2 separate regions of the Gossypium hirsutum genome follow, and region 1 is linked to region 2. A link is a contact called in public Hi-C data. All regions are on one chromosome and are shown on one strand. The core of a region is the stretch at or near the end of the contact, and the rest is flanking DNA. Distances in the headings are between cores, read along the strand shown. Region 1 holds the start of LOC107925341 (C-type lectin receptor-like tyrosine-protein kinase At1g52310). Region 2 holds the start of LOC107952434 (organelle RRM domain-containing protein 1, chloroplastic).

Region 1 (5,031 bases), core at 718-3,217, 280 kb after region 2:
GCGATTCAATGGCTAATACTTCAATTTTAAGGACCAGATATCACGAAAAACTCATAAGAATTCGAAACATTAACTTTGATGGAAGATTAAACGAGTTTTGACACAAATTCAAAAAACCCACGTTTGAAGAATATGGTGAAATCTATGGAGTCTTTGAATGTTTTTCTTGGAGTTTAAGGAAGGTTTAATGCTTGAGAATGATAAGAAATCAAAGTATTATGGTTTGGGAATAAAAAAATCAATTGGAATGGTGAGGGAAAAGTAAGGGATAACAACTTTAAAGAGAAGAGAAGAAGCTATGGTGAAATATGCTGGGAGTGAGGGTTTATTAGGTTCAATTTTAAAAAAATTGGTGAAACTGCAACATAAATGCTCATAGTTTTGACTTTGTTACAAATAAGTCCTTTTTCTAAAATTAAGGGTTTCTAAAGCACATATTCAAAAAATTCATTTAACAGCTAAGATGCCATAGTCAAATATAATTTCGGTTTACCAAGCTACTAAATTTCGAGCACTCTAAGGCTAAAATTCCTAAAATACTCCTAAAACTCCTGGACCCTATTTTGGGGTGTTACAACTATGAACATCACAAGTAAATAAATACATAAAAAAATTAGGATTTATTCTATTTGGGTCTTGTTTGATTTATTTGCTATCAAGACAATCACATCTATGTCTCTATCTTTTGGGAGTTATTTGCTCTAATACCCAAGACAAGGTACCTCCCTAAATGGACTTGATAGACGACATAATAATCTTTTAACCGATTTGCTTGATTATAATTAGGCTATGGACCATTAGATTACTTACTGATATATATTAGTTAAATAGTAAGTAATCAACAAGCCAATATTTGCTTGTTCATTTTGCTTTGCATGCAAAAACGATTGAGGACAAATACAAATGATATTAATGTGAAAGATGGAATTTTATTAAACCAATTTGTTTGAAAAAGTTAGAAATTACATATGATGAAAAACCTAAGGGCACTAATATCAACAAGCAGTAGCTGAAAAGCTATAAGAAAGGGAAATATGTATTGATACCTTGCTAGATACTGATACATAGCACCAAATATTAGAACATGTGGGCTATGTATTTATACCTAATTCCTTGGGTAGTGCTACTGAATTGTTTTGGGTGTTTTGAGCCATCTGAAGCTCGTTTTTTGCTTCGAGCACCTCTAAACACTCACGAAAGATTTCTAAATGATTTGAGATTATTTCAAAACATTCAAGTTGATTTTAGCTCATTTTTACGATTTTATTTATATTGTTTCAAAGCTTAAAATCTTAAATATTTTCAAGATTATTAATTTATATATGCTTTAGTGACATCTTCCATCCGTATTGGGAGTCAGGACAAGTGAAGAGTATTATATGATAATTGGGGAAGGACTGTATGAAACAGATATGCTACATCATCCAGTATCTCTTACCAATTATTTTATGCCATTTCAACATCTTTTTTCATGTCATTGACACATCATTTTGGTAAATTTTTCAACTTGAACCTTGGACCCTAAACCCTAGACCTTGGATCCCAGACCCTGAATCCAAAATCTTGGACCCTAGACCTAAAGGTTTAAGATCGAGGGTTTAAGGTCCAAGGTCTAAGGTTTACTGTCCATAGTCTAGGGTCTAGAGTCCAAGGTCTAAAGTTAAAGGTCTAAGGTCCAAAATCTAAAATCAAGGATCCATAGTCCAAAGTTTAAGATTTAGGGTTCGGGTTAAAAAAATTACCAAAATAATGTGTCAATGACATAAAAAAAATATTGAAATGACGTTAAATAATTGATAATAGATTTAGAATGACGAGGCATATCTATCTATTACAATCTTTTTCCTATGATGATTGGGAATGATGCTAGGTTTTATATGCGATGACATTTTGCGTTAATTGAACCCCAAAACAAAATCAAATTCGAATTTAAATATATGGGATTGGCTTTTGGGTTAACTTAGATTTTGCGAGCTTAAATATATGTATACTCTACATATGATAGTAGTTGGTCGTAAAGTCGTAGTACTGAGTAATAAAGGTGGAAAAGTCTAAAAGCTTGCAAGTTGCAACTACCCACTTCACCTCTGCCACAGCCAGTCCGGTCTTTGCAAAGCATACCGCTCTCTACATCTTTGGTAGATGGATTGTTAAAAAGCACAAGCCCAGTTAGCATTTATTTTTCTATTTTGCCTTTTAATTTTCTACTTTCCTACTCTTATTAAACATTCCCACCGATTCCTTGCTTTTTTCAACCATTCATTCAATCCCCTCTCTCTTTCTCTCCGTGTGTGTCTCAGTTCTATTGCTGATAAACCCTGTGGAAATTAATAGAGAATTGCATTTTCTGAATATCAGGCGGTTTTATATTTTCATTTACTAAATCCGGAAGATCCCAAAAATTTTGTTATACTGTTTTAGTTTCTCAGTTTAAACCCACAGGGAGCATTAGGGTTTCTTAGCGGAATTCTGATGATCAGCTTTTGGCTCTTTGGTTTTGGAGGTTAGTATATGCTGTTCTTTGTATATCGTATTATTTTTATTCCCTGCCTTATTGCTTAGCATTTGAAAAAGTATCTTCATTTCTTTGCCATCGTTTCTACTTTTCAATAACCAATATTTTAGTTTCTTTTTTAAAGAAAAGAGAAGAGCAATCCATTGAACTCACGACTTGGTTAATGTTTTTTTTTAAATTGTTTTTATAATTTCGCTAGAGAATCACTTTGATACTTTTCCTTTTTCTTTTTTATTTTGCCCGTTTCTAGGATTAAAGATAGAGTTGTGATGGGAGTAAAGGTTGCCCCCCTGCAATTTATTGTCTTAGTTGCTTCTTTTGCAGTCCTGCTTGTGGCTTCTGACACTGTAAGATTGTACAATCTAAAAGTTATATGCAAGTTGTAGAATTTATAACTTGCATTCAGAATCTGAATGTTTCTCTTTTTGTCATCACTTTGGTATCTCAGGCCTCTAACGGATGGACTGCACCTTCTAACAATTCTTCCAAGTATAAGGGTAATGAAGGTGCTGGATTTGTTAAATTTGTTAATTGTTGTGGTAAATATTGACATTTTTTTGAAGATTAAGTTGTTTCATTTTGTTGGGTCAAATAGCAGAATGCCCTTCGGGATGGGTTCTTGCTCCAAATAAAACTAAGTGCTTTGGGTACAATGAAAGTTTGGAATCATGGGATGAATCTGAGATCCATTGTAAACGATATCATGGACACTTAGCTGCCCTAACATCATTTGAAGAACTAAACTTTGCACAACATCTGTGTGGCCAAAGTGTCAATGGTTGCTGGGTTGGAGGAAGAGTTAGCAATTCGACTATCAGTTCTGGTTGGAAGTGGTCTGATAATACATCGGTCTGGAATGAATCAGTTCTTAGATCATCTGCCCAATCCATTTGCCCCAAATCGTCATGCATTGTCAACAATTCAGTTGATTTATGTACATTGGTGAAGAATGGATCAGAACCTTTTGTGAGCAAGAGATGCAATGCATCTCGTGCTTTTCTGTGCATGGTTGATATTGGTAAGATAATGGTTATTTTAATTTTTTCGATTGGTTGCTCTATAGCATTTTTGTCACCACTATTAGATTATATATTGATCTTTCCTTTCTATAGTATGTTTCACATTTTTTTTGTTAAGTTCTGCCATTAGTCCTTGTACCATGCATTAATTATGGATTTAGTTTTTGTGCTTTAAATTGGTTATTTTTTGTCTCTTTGCTTTTTGAATTTTGAAATTTTAGTCCTGACTAGGCGGTAGCTGTCAAATTCATCAAGTTAATTTATGCTATTTCCAAAATCTTATATGGCAAATATATTATTAGAGTGTATGGCATGTCAGCTTGTTATTTTTACATATTACTCCAAGATTGAAATTTCAAAATTCAAGAAGTTCAAGGATTAAGAATGTTCAAATTGAAGAATATGGATTAAAGCAACAACTTTAGGAATAGTTCATGATTAATAGTAGAATTTAATCAAACGGTTTTAACTACTATCATTTGGGTCAGGACTGAAATTTTAGAATTCAAGAAGTACTAGGACTAAAATTAACCAGATTAAAGTACAAAGATCAAATTTATAACTAGCGCATAGTATAGGGACTAATAACAGAATTTGACCAACATTATTTTGTCATTGTTAAGATTACATTTTTCCACTTGCAGAGGACAAATGTTACTACATGCACTGCCATAAGGAATATCTCATTATCCTAGCAGTTGTTAGTGGATTGGTTCTCTTTACAACATTTGCTGTTGTTGTTTGGCTGCTTGCTTATAAGCGGAGTAAACGGCGTAGAAGATCAAGAAAACTATCCAATCCTGACACTTCTGCATTAGTTCCACCCTCATGGAAAATATTCACCAGTGATGAATTGAGGTCGATCACAAAAAATTTCAGTGAAGGAAATCGACTTCATGGAGATGCTAAAACAGGTAGCACATACAGTGGCCTCCTGCCTGATGGATCAAAGGCTGCGGTTAAGAGGTTAAAAAGATCTAGTTTTCAGAGGAAAAAGGAGTTCTACTCTGAAATTGGTAGGGTTGCTAAGCTTCGTCACCCTAATTTAGTTGCTGTGAAAGGATGCTGCTATGATCATGGTGACCGTTACATCGTATATGAGTTTATCACAAATGGACCATTGGATAGATGGCTATACCACATTCCAAGGGGTGGTAGGAGCTTGGATTGGACCATGAGGATCAAAATTGCTACAACTCTTGCCCAGGGAATTGCGTGAGTATAAACACTAGATCCTCTCTCTACGATAAGTGCAACTGTAATTGATACTTGTGATATCCCTGTTGCTGCTTCTGCTTGGAGACAATTTTAATACTTGCTAAAAGATTTTTGTTTTTTTACTTATTAATTATTCTTATTCATTACTTCAATTAAAAGCATTTATAGTTTATACTGGTAAGTTCTTTTCATTCTTATATTTACTTGTCTAGTCAATTTAAGCTGTTGCAAGCATTCGTTTTAGAATATCTCCCTGTCATGACTGAAACAATTTCCCAC
Region 2 (5,461 bases), core at 2,650-5,149:
TATCATCCCTCCAATGTGATTCTCGTGACGAGGTCACTTAGATACTTGACAAGTATTCTAATGCTTGTTGCATTGACTGCAACTTTAAGCTGTTGGATTACCGATCCCCACCGCGGTGTCCTTACTATTTCAGCTGAGTTGGAGTCAACTTGGGTCCTAATCCAACCCCCACAACCCACATTTTTAACTCCACTCTGCTCAAGTTTTCATCTATTGATATAAGTGGAGAAAAATCCAAGCTTGAAAAAAAGCAACTGTTGGAAAGGGACTCTCCTAGTCAAGAAAGGCAAAGGAACTTTAAAACTTCGAGGAGCTTCAGTCATCATTATGCCAAATCCAAAAATTCTAATGGATTACTGGTATTACTCAGGTCCCCAAACTGGTGCAACTTTCCATTTTTTCTCTTCTTCTTTTTCTTTTATTTTTCTATTGCCTAAACCTTTTTTTTTGATAAAATATTGCCTAAACCTTAAACTGGTAATAGAATGGGCTATTTAAATTGGTACTTAATGTCTAGCTGGCCGATTAATGATAGCAAGGAATCCATCAACTGCCATGTCACTTTTTGGTTATGTTTGGAACAGAAAATGGTTAAAAGTACTGTTTTGTCATTTTCTAAAAGTTGAGTGACTGGATTGAAACATAAGTGACTATTTTGTCAGCTGCATCGAAGTTGAGTGATTATTGGTATAATTTACCCTTAAATAAAATGTGAAAGTTTAACCCATTGTACTTAGGCCTTGATCCAACTAGACTTGTAAAATATTGATAATATTGTCTTTTTTATTCAAGCTCAATTTTCCTTTTTTCATTCTTATTATGCAATTGCTTCGAACTCCTTGAAACAGGCTTTTGAACAAAATTTTGAATTCAATCCTAAAGTTGTTTGGATCTTGATTTTGTGATCGACTCGCTTGGAAAACTCAAATCCTTCCTGTTTTTTGAGTCTTTCTAGTTGTCCAAGCTTGTGATGCTTGTACTATTACATGAAGATGAGAGGTGAAGAGTTATGATTTTAGTGAGCCATACTTGTTGGTCAATCTGGAAAGAAAGGTGTAACATGGTGTTTCATCAGCAACAACCACAACTTAATAATGTTGTTCAAAGGGCTCTGCATGGTTTTTTTTGGAAGTTTAAAGATTCTTGAGATGAATAAAGATGAGTAGCAGTCTAAGGAAAGAGTTGAATGTGAGTATTAAGAAAAGTCAAACGGGGAGTGGTTGAAAGTTAACCGTGATGGGGCTTTTGATGTAAAATCCAAGTTGGTATACGGGCGGTAATAAAGGACTGTGAGGGTAAACTCATTGGTGGTGTTGGGAAAAGTGTTGGTTTGCAAGGTCCTTTGGAAGTTGAAGCTATGGTAGTGGCTGAAGAGGTTTCTTTAGGGGTTAAAAGAGATTGTAAAAAGCTTGTGGTTGAGACTGAGAATGAGTTGGTATATGATAGGATTCTAGGATAAAACAACGGAGTAATGAGGCTATGGCTTGTGATATTGAGATGATGAGAAGTAAGTTTCAAGACCTTTGCTTTAGAAAGGTTAGTAGAAAAGCCAATTGGCTTGCAGATTGAGTGGCTACTCAATACAAGGAGATGCGTCTAACAAATTTGGGTGAATCAATCCTATCTCTTTTTGCAAACATTCTCATTAAAGATGGCCTCCCTGCTTCTCCAATTTGATGTTGGTTTGATGCTTTAAAATACCGAGTTTAAATAATAATAATTAAATTCTACTTATACAATATATGTTAAGTTGTAGATTTAATTCTCGCTCTTCAATTTGATTCTCAATTGTTTTTTTTACAAAAAGAAAGCAAAGTCTCAACAATAACGCAACTAGCGCGACTTTACACCTGGGGCAATGAAAACCCTAACCATCAGGCCAACACACAATACTTAGTACAAGGACTAAAAGCATAATTTGACCTATATTTTCATTTGTTTGAGATGGATGCGACTAGTACCAGCAATCTGCCACATCATTCGATTGTTGTAACTGCTGCTTAGTAGTTGGAGGTCCTGATGTTTTAGGATATCCTCTGAACCTGTCTTTCCCAGGTTTTGCTATTTCGACGTATATCATCCTGCCATCAAATACCTGATAAACATATAGAATCCACATTAAAACCCATGTAGAAATATTGCCTGCATACCAAAGTTGAAAAGATTGAATTCCACCAGAGTTCTCAAGCTCGGTTGATAAAAGTAACTTCGACGAAATAAAAGTTGTAAACAGTGGAATTCTGCTTCACTCAATGGGATGAAAGAAGCAACGCTAAGTTTAATATACAAATATTGGGTCATATTTCACTACTACAATATAGGAGTAAGTTGGAAGTAAAGAAAGAAAGGCAATATAGAACCTGTTGATCCATGTTCTCTACAGCCAGCAAGGCATCATTCTGAGAAGTATATTGAATAAATGCATATCCTTTTGATCTTTTTGTGAAGTCATCCTTGGCAATCTTAACTGTTATAGATAAGAGATATAGTTACTAGACTTTGAAGCTTACATAACATTTAAGATGAAACATATCATCCATTCACTTCTTTTGTTACAAAAGATGTCCCAATCACCTTCAGCTATTTGGCCAAAATTTTCAAATTCCTTCTGCAAACTACTTTCTTTGGAAGAATATGGCAAATCTGCAGCAAAATACACCCAAAAGATGCCAAGATAAAAATGAGGGAAAGAAAAAGGAAAAGAACACAGCTCTAAAATACTAGATCAAAGATTATCTGATGGAGAAATTCATATATGTTATCTTGCTTGTTATAGCATCGAATCAATCTAATTTGACCGAAATGAAGCTAGGAGTAAAACACAAATTTTAAGACTATTGATGGTTTTGCTTCAATTTCCTTTCTCAATAATGCATTGCATCACTATAAATAAGTCCAAACTAAGTTCTTTAGGGATATGATTGTTCTACATGTTTTGAACATGGGGTAAAAAATCAGCTTCCGAATTTTGGCCTACTTTAAATTAATAGAAAAACTCCTTCAGTCTCTTTAAATTAATGGATAGAAAACGAAACTTTTTTCCTTTAAAATATGAGGCAGCCGAAATAGTAAACACAGTTACAACTTGGTCTGCATACTTGTCAACAGTGTTTCTTAAATTTGTTATGGCGTTGAACCTATCATGGCCCCATAGGTTACGGTATCAATAGAACTCACATACTAAAGGAACCTCTTCTAGTCAAAGCATGGAGGTTGATGCATATGACTACCAAAACACAAAGCAAGACATGCTTTCCAAGATTATATCAATGCTATTTCATTTTAATATATATATTCTACGGCAGTCATCAATACAGGACCGGCCATCCTTCACTGTTCATGTATATCTCTTAAAGACAGTGATCTATGAGTGATACAAAGTAGTAAGCAAGAGCAAAATCACAAGGGTTTTCCCCTGCTGAACCACTTTTATTCCTAACCATTTTGCACAGGTTTCATCATCAGAGGAAGAAATAAAATCAATACGTTGCAGTGCATTTCTCAAATTGCAAAATTCCAAACAACAAGAATCGATTTATCTCTGAGCACAAGGAGAACTTAACAAATGAAGTTACTTTATAGCTTTTTCAAGCATGCCAATAGCAGTCTCTCGAGTCTAAACCGTTAGAACACTGTCAACTGTAGTAAAATTAACGATCAGGGAAAGTGTTTTCGAAGACTAAAGAGGTCTATTCCCGATGGCATATAAATTGAAAAGAAAACCCATTTGAAGAGATAGTTATTAATATGAAAATTACAAGTAAAAACAGTGATAGTAAACAAAGAGAGAGAGGGGAGTTTACTTCTAACGAAGATTCTGCTTGCAAGAGGATAGTTAAAGAGCGAGGCTCTTAGGCTGAGGTTGAAGCTTTTATGGAATCGATCTTTTAGGGAGATGGATTAAGGGTAAGAAAGTGTTACGGTTGTCGGCCACATGGAACTGCACTTCATCAAATCCACAGACTAAAACCCTCTCATTTTCATTGCAAACGCAGTGCTTATGAGTTTCAACTCTCAAGCGTCACAATCCGACAAACTAAAACGCTGCGTTCCATACAACTCTTCATCTAATCCTAATTAATATTTAATAGTTTTTAGTGTTTTTTTTAAGGATGATTGATTCTTACTTGTACTCTCTAATCCATCTTTTAACCATCGTTTTTTTAATAAAACGATAAAATTATCTTTTATTAGTTAGTAAATTAGTTATTATTCTTTTTATTTGTTATCTTCAATCTTTATATTTAATAAATTTTAATTAATTAAAATAATAAAAGTTTAATTGATTATAAAAAGTTTAATTTATTAGTTGAGTTTGCTCTCGAACGACACGAACCAAACACAAAAAGGAAAAAATGTAATTCTTTTTAATAGGAAAATAATCTCTCTCAATAAAAGCTGACAAATATCATAATTTCTAAAAAATAGAATTTATTCTTAAATAATAAATTCTCAAAATTTTTTAACAGAATAACAGTATATCGAACTTATGATTTTAGCTCAATCAGTGCTATTTATCTATAGAAAGATGTAAAAGAGTCATGGTCGAACAAATCCTTATAAATAATACTATTTAAAAAGAAAACACTGTCTAGTCTATCTAGGGGGGATGACAAACCCTTTTAATTTCCCATTAGGCTTATCACCCCTCACATGCTATGTAAGGTAGATTGAGTCGCTCATGTATTGAGTCAATTATATATGAATCTTAAACTTTAATCCAACACTTTATAATTTAATTTAATCCAATATTTATTTTTTATTTCTTAAAATAAATATTATTTATTCAATTAACTAATTAACTAATTAATTTCTCAACAAAGTTCTACTTCCGTTAAAGTCATAATAACTTTATAGTAAAAGAATATATGAGAAGATATATTTAATTTTCTTATTTAATAGATTCATAATGAAAAATTAATTTAATTTCATTTTTGAAGTTGAATTACTTAATTATAATTAATTAAATAATAATTCGAAAACTTTAAATTAATTTTTAAGTCATTTTTGTACTAGGTGAGAAAACACATTTATTTGTGAATGCGATCCATTTATTTTACTTCATCATTTCATTCATTTCTATTAAATTGGTTCTACATGTAATTTATTTTTAATTTCAATGAGCTAGTGGAGGAATCGATTGGACATATATAATTAGAGCTTAAATAATCTATAACTATATTCCAACTTTTCGACTATTAATTATAAACTTATTTAGTTATGAAGTCATTCCACTACAATATCATGACTGAATTCTCCTTAATTACATACCATTATGAAAACTACTTAATAAGTGCTTATCCAATAACCTTGTCATAAGTGTTACCCTTATAGGATATCCTTAATCTCTTTGGGATAAATTCATTCTCCCAGTATAATCCTATTTTCCCTCATGGTTGTAACACCCCATACCCAAACCGATTATCGTGTCCGAGCCCTGAGATGTTACATTCGTTGGCGG

Evidence for each region. Hi-C and Micro-C count contacts between places; a contact is called where the count stands out from the background.
Region 1: a Hi-C map of leaf shows a contact between it and region 2, with 1.7 times the contacts expected there. The contact joins the promoter of LOC107925341 here to the promoter of LOC107952434 in region 2. A contact is called at or near these places in 3 of 34 Hi-C or Micro-C datasets (fibers, hypocotyl and leaf).

The regions. Positions count from the first base shown.
Region 1 is chrA01:65,171,236-65,176,266 of Gossypium_hirsutum_v2.1, forward strand. It overlaps LOC107925341 (C-type lectin receptor-like tyrosine-protein kinase At1g52310), which reads left to right and starts at 1,968. Exons shown (of 6, transcript XM_016856012.2): 1 at 1,968-2,503; 2 at 2,766-2,862; 3 at 2,964-3,012; 4 at 3,114-3,533; 5 at 4,179-4,749. The coding sequence starts at 2,785.
Region 2 is chrA01:64,886,446-64,891,906 of Gossypium_hirsutum_v2.1, forward strand. LOC107952434 (organelle RRM domain-containing protein 1, chloroplastic) reads right to left here and starts at 3,900. Exons shown (of 4, transcript XM_016887687.2): 1 at 3,804-3,900; 2 at 2,575-2,643; 3 at 2,361-2,467; 4 at 1,754-2,095. The coding sequence starts at 3,900. The coding sequence ends at 1,955.